Regions from separate parts of the Bombyx mori genome. Here region 1 is linked to region 2. The links are chromatin contacts, called in public Hi-C maps. All regions are on one chromosome and are shown on one strand. Each heading gives the region's core, a stretch centred on a gene start, on an enhancer-like site or on the middle of the called end of the contact. The rest is flanking DNA. Distances are from core to core; before and after follow the strand shown. Region 1 holds the start of LOC101745606 (ETS-like protein pointed). Region 2 overlaps LOC101745606 (ETS-like protein pointed).

Region 1 (3,305 bases), core at 326-2,825, 47 kb before region 2:
AGATCAGAAACGATTTTTATCTGTCACTTCTTGTCTGATATTATTATTGTTTCTTATTCAAATTAAAATAGGAACTAAATTAAACTATTAATTTATTTTCCAACTCGGTTTGCGTGAAAGAGACAGACAGCATTCTATCTCGATTTAAAAAAAACTTTAATCGCCTGCATCTCAAAATTTTAACAGCAGATTTAAATAATTTATTTAAAACACGTACAATAAATAGACTATACATAAGTACTACCTAAACTGTTTGGTTGTAACAAACAAAAACAGTCATCTCACCGATTGACTTTGCAATTGTAATTTCATTGTTACTCTCTACGTAGGTACTCCAAATACGGAATAAGTAAAATGATATGTCGCTTTGATTTAACAACAATGATCATAATGGATGCTGTAATTTGATCAAAATGTAATTACAGACGAAAAAATAGAAATTTTAAATTAATGTGTATTTTTAATGTTACATTTATATTACTCATAAGTAATTTCTCTGATTTGATATTATTTTTCCGTATTGTAATCCGTATCGTGATCTAAATTCATGTTTAATTTTGATCTCAGTTTATAGTTTTTTGTATAATTTAATAAATTAATTCTAAGGGATGTTAATAAAATTAAACCAATAATTCATAAACAAATTCTAATTTGAAGTCCCTATATAAAGTTTAATCCAACCTTTTTATCCGCCCTCGACGTCAACAAGCCTATCCATTGTAGATTAGTGTACAATCTTGATCGTTTGTTTATTGATACACGTATATTTGGCCTCAAATGACGTCACATAAAACGTTTTTTTGTTTTATTATTATTATTATTATTATTATTTGTTTTTTTGTTTTTATTATTATTATTATTGTTTTTGTTTTAGTCCGAGATTAATTATTATTTTTATTTAATTTTAGTATAAATGAAATGTTAATGCAATGTAATGAAGACGTGTAATATGGATGTAAAATCTGAAGTAAATTAAATAAATAAAATAAAACGATGTTGCATAGAGCCGATTCCGGTGTAATAAAATTGGTGTGTTAACATTGAATTTTTCTTACAGGCGGAGTTTGATCATTCGATTCTGTTGAGCTTCATACAGCTCCGAGCGGATTACAAGAGTCACAAGCTATCCACCTTCCTCAAGGGACTGTCTTAAGCTTTTCCTTAAGTTTCTCTTCATGTTATGTAAACAATATAATATTAGTATTATAAAAAAAAATATTATAAGCAAATATTTATTCTACTAATAAGTAATAGAATTATTGTTGAATGTTACCGATTTTTATTTCTCATTTGGATGTTTTCCCAATTACCAGTTACCCAATTAACGAAGCGATAGCACAATGAACTATACAGATTATTATAATATAAAAATAAAACGTTGTTTTATCTGGGTTGCTTTCGAAATGCGAACTATTAAAACCATTTCTAATAACGCTGGCGCAACACGCACGATGTGCGCCGATGATGTTTTTATTAAGCACAACAAGTACTTCGATACCGGTGGGTCCGTATCGCCGGTAATGCTTGCACAGCGCCTTATCAGCGGTATCTGTACGACATGGCTCCACTACGTCCATTCATAAGTCCGCCCCACCACCGCGGCGCCGCGACGGTGTTTGAATGGAGACGCGCGTGTGTGCGTTCGACGCGGGCGCACCTACGGGCCCGCGCTGGTGTGCGCCGCACTCTGAGCACAGTACTCGACCAACCGGCCGCCGGCTTGTACTGCTGTCAGCTGCTATATCGCGCCGCGTCCCATCACAGTGTTATGCTCGCCAGTTCAGTGTGATCTCGCTTCGATAATCGTTTCACCGAGTGCCCCGTACATATCGCTAATCTGGATAAAATAATTAAAATCGAGAGGTAAGCGCCTCCGCCGTATATGTTTATTTTCATTCAAGTCCCGACGCCTACGCTCCGGCCCGTGTCGCGATTTGTGAGCGACGAATTTACATGTTATAAGCTCATTCATAGAACGTTAGGGTCCGTTTGTATTATTATCGAACGTGTGATGTGAATGGGTGATTAAAACTAGTCAGGCTCAACGAAACGAAGATACGCGACGTCAACTGAATCACAATCACAACACGATGACGATATGAGGTTTTCTTTGTAATATATGTTTTTCGTTTTCTCGGTATCGTAATCGATGGAATCGTTCAGTGGGCCGATCGCGATCGCGGTATCTAGGTGAAACCGCGTCCGTTCCATTTTAAGTATGTTTTTTTATCCCGGCGCTACCTGAGTCGAGTGGTCTCGTCTCGGGGCGGGTTGTAATGGCTCGGCCGCAGTCACTCCGGACCCGACCGCACCTTCAGACAACGCGTAATGCTGCAAAGTAGCTTTTTATCTGTACTCAACGATGCTATACGCTATTTTTAGACATCTGTTTAGGAATTCTTAACCGGCAACTCGGAACGTTCATGTCGATTTATCATTTCGCAATAATTTCACTGCGCCGTTAATCATCTGGTCGTCGCTGGCGAGTGACGAAAAGATAAAGCCAATAAATCAAAAGTTTACGATTATGTTTACTTTCCAACAAAATTGCATTTCTCTGGTTAACCGATTCTCTCTGTGCACGCAATGTAATTGAATCAGCCCCAAAGCCAGTGACGTAATGACTGGATCACGTGTGTCTCACACTAAGTACAAATCATGATTATCGACACAAGTAGATAAGTAACTATCAAATTATACAAACGCTAATTCTCAAGACATCTGATAACGTTTCCGCTTAATAAATAACCAACGAAAGCTAATATTAATAGTGGAAATTAAATAAGGAAATTTCACTGGCTTTTCGAAAAATTTATGTAAATAAAGAATTGGATACAAATCTCGGGCAAACCCGTAAAATTTGACTGACGAACCATACATTCTAATCCTTAACCTATTTTTAAACAAAACACTTTTAACTTAGTAGAAAGAAATGCTTCGACTTCTAAACTAAACTTTTACATCCTTTGTAATAAACGCGTAATGACTGTGTAATAAAATGTTGAAGTTCAGATTTTATTGAAACTCAAGACCACAGGCGAGATTCGGACAAAACTTTAATCACATCTGAAAATTACGTAGGAAAAATAGCTAGACACTTAACAAGAGGTTTTCGAGATACGTACGATAAACGTCTAGTACATAATAATATACCTACTCTAATGACTCTTAACTCTAAATTGTGCTTGGTGTAAGGATAACCAGTTCCCGACTCCGAAATTTTTGTGAATCTTCTAATAAAAATGTATTAAATAGGTCTTCTTTGCCTACCTATGAAGTTGCCGTTTTAAAATACTGGCCATTTC
Region 2 (3,020 bases), core at 216-2,715:
TGTATTCGTCACAATGATAGTGTTATGAAAACGAGCGGAACTCAACTAATTAAGTGGCTCAATGAATTCATTATGTAGATGGCTAAATAATATAATGGGAATTATCGAAATAACGTTCAATATATATTTTTTTGTATTTTTACAACTAAATTTGGAATCTTTTACTGTATGTTATCGATGTACATTTTGTCGATAATCTATACTAATATATAAATCTGCAGTGGTTTTTACGGATGTTCCGTTATAACTACTGAACCATGCATCCGATTGACTTGAAACCTGGTATCCATGTAGAAAATACATGTATTTAATGGATAGCATATATTTATATGAGTGTTGGACTCCCTAATAATAATGACAATAAATAATAATGTAAATTATAAATGCGCAGCGAAGCGGGCGAGTATGGCTAGTCATAATATAATTTTCACAAAATCACTATTAAGTTTTAACAACTTTTAGATACAATATAATGTGCGTTTTTATGACACATTAATATGAAATTTATGAGTCTGTATTCACTGACATTGTGAGTAACTTTATACATTGGCGTGTTGAGCACTTTTTATGCTCAATCAAGTCGAAACAGTCTCATGTGTCACCTGGTTTTTAAACTTTATTCAAATATCGTCTTTATACCACGAGAGGTAAAGTGATATTTTGCTTAATAGTTTTTTATTTTTACTGAACACATCTGGAAGCTGGAATACTTGCTTGTCATATGGTTTAGCTTTAATCAGTTGTGACAATAAATTTAAAGTAATTTTTCATTGGGCATAGTGACATTATTTTAAATTTGTAAATGATAACACAAATGTTTTTCAGGGAGAGTTTTAACAAGTGAAAAGTTGCATCACATGGGCCATTAATAGCTTTTGTTTTAAGTTTAGAATAAAGTTCAAGGCTAAATTTGATTTATTTAATTAATTCGATAGTTTTTACTTACGTTTTTACTTTTAACTAGATGATCAGTTTGGAAAGCCGATATTAATCGTCTATCAATTTATTTCTCCGCCACCTACGCTGATGCAGTGTCAACAGTACGACATATGAACAGAGTTATTAGTTTGAAAACGACAAATTATGTCTATACTTATAGTTCCTTCTTGTGACCGAAGTCGGATGTCTGAACAATTTTAAATAGGACTAGGTACTATGCCTGGTTTCCGTACATTGACTAATCATTAAAACACAGCTAATGTCAAAACAAACCCACAAGACGTTCGTGTTTGAATTCCAAAACGTAAGGTTCGTTGACATCTTACGGCAAGACTTCAAGGCGCTTAATTTAAATAAACGCTAAAGTTTCAGTTCGCAACTTTGCAAGTACAAAGCCGTATACTATTTCTGTTAGTCAGCTAAAATGTTGACTTAAGAAAATTCTCATGAATGCCCACCACGCCGCGGTCGGTCGGATAAACACGTGTCGGCACACACGCGCGGATAGTCAGTCCGTGAAGACAATACGGTCACGCACACATCCGCACTCCATTCATAGTTAGCTCGTGAATGGCTTCGGCGAAAGCTCCGCTGGAGTATGCTAGCCTGGTACCGCGGGCAGACCAACCGCCCGACATGTTGATTTATTTATTTCATGAGATTCCTATCAAATTGCTAATTATAATAATTGAACAAAGATCGTAGAGCTTTATAACAGTTTCTTTTTTATCAGTAAATATTATATTATCCAGTTTTCATTTGTTTTTCAGCTAATTATTTCGGAGTTTCTCATCGACTGTAAGACGTGCAAACGTTTAAAAATAATTAACTCATTTCGTAGGCGTTCCCAGTGCTAAAATTATGTGCCAAAGTAAATTACTGACAAAAAAACATGTGTAGTGTTAACAGTAATTAGGTATATCACCGAAAGAAAACTTTAGCAGTGTTAAGAATCATTAATTATGTACATACGGAGAAATCGAATAACTGCTCTTAACAACCACATAAAAGAGAAACAATGTTAATTTACGAAGTATAAATACTTATAATTTTGGCTAATTTATCGTGCTGTGTTCGAAATCCGATCAAAATCACTGATGCCTAAAGAAATAAATTCGTTTTCTCATATTTTCTGATCTGGTTTGTTTTCCTTGTAAAGTGGGAGAAAAAAAATTTCAAATTTCTTCATTTGCTAGCCAAACCTAAGTCTGCTACGTAAGATCGCACGCAAAAAACTCAAAAATCAGTTGATACACAAAGGAGAAAGGAAAAACAAATGTTCTGTCATTTTTTTTTATTTATCAGTGTTTTCATTTAATACTTCGGTAGTATTTTTCAGTTACGCAAAACAAGAACATAATTAGTGTAATTAAAGTCATATTTACTTATTTCTTTTTTTTTACATAAAACTATTTGTCATCGTCTGAACTGAAATCAACAATTTACCAGCACAACCTCCTTTTATCTTTGAAAGCAGTTCGCCTCTATGAAACGTATTGACAAGCATAGATAATCATTTTTCAAATACTATCTTTTTTTTTGTTTTCAAAAATAGAAATTGTAGATTAAAAATGCTTATCGATAATGTTCTTTTCTCTGTTGCCAGTTTTAAAAACAAACAGCAAATACGTAATCAGTTTCCCGGGTAACGTACTCGTATTACATTATATTCAGGGTCAGAGTACGCTAACAGCAGGTATAAAAGTACCTTTATTAATTTTACCTATAAGATTATTACTATCAGAACATTTTATATATCATTCGTGTCACGTAGTTCTCGACTCATACGCATTTAAATGGCCTGTTCGTCACCTGCACTCGACTCCTGGTGTATAGTTTGCATACAAATATACTTTGACACCATGCACAATATTATAATTCGTTAAATATACGATAAAGATACAGACGTAGCGTTTGTTAGAAGTTCAGAAACCCATACGGCCGCCATTCGAATCTATATTCAGGTATTGCTTTACCTTAAAAGGAAAGTCCTATCGGATAATTATCTCCAAAGCAGTCAGGCTTGATTTGAGCAACATACTTGATTTGAGTTCGATGACTTTTCCATAATGATTTCCGTA

The links. A called contact is a pair of places that touch in the nucleus more often than the background predicts.
Region 1: a Hi-C map of midgut shows a contact between it and region 2, with 1.9 times the contacts expected there. The contact joins the promoter of LOC101745606 here to the enhancer-like site in region 2. A contact is called at or near these places in 2 of 7 Hi-C or Micro-C datasets (midgut and whole pupa).

The regions. Positions count from the first base shown.
Region 1 is chr25:6,357,057-6,360,361 of ASM3026992v2, reverse strand. It overlaps LOC101745606 (ETS-like protein pointed), which reads left to right and starts at 1,575. Exons shown (of 11, transcript XM_012688950.4): 1 at 1,575-1,863. LOC101745463 (exocyst complex component 5) reads left to right here. Exons shown (of 14, transcript XM_004924451.5): 14 at 1,058-1,272. The coding sequence ends at 1,153.
Region 2 is chr25:6,310,691-6,313,710 of ASM3026992v2, reverse strand. All of the region lies in intron 3 of LOC101745606 (ETS-like protein pointed), which reads left to right. Among protein-coding and RNA genes, the nearest start is that of LOC101745754, 26 kb to the left of the region's middle. Within about 2 kb of position 1,465, at least 8 of the 8 cell types and tissues checked have open chromatin away from gene starts, as enhancers often do.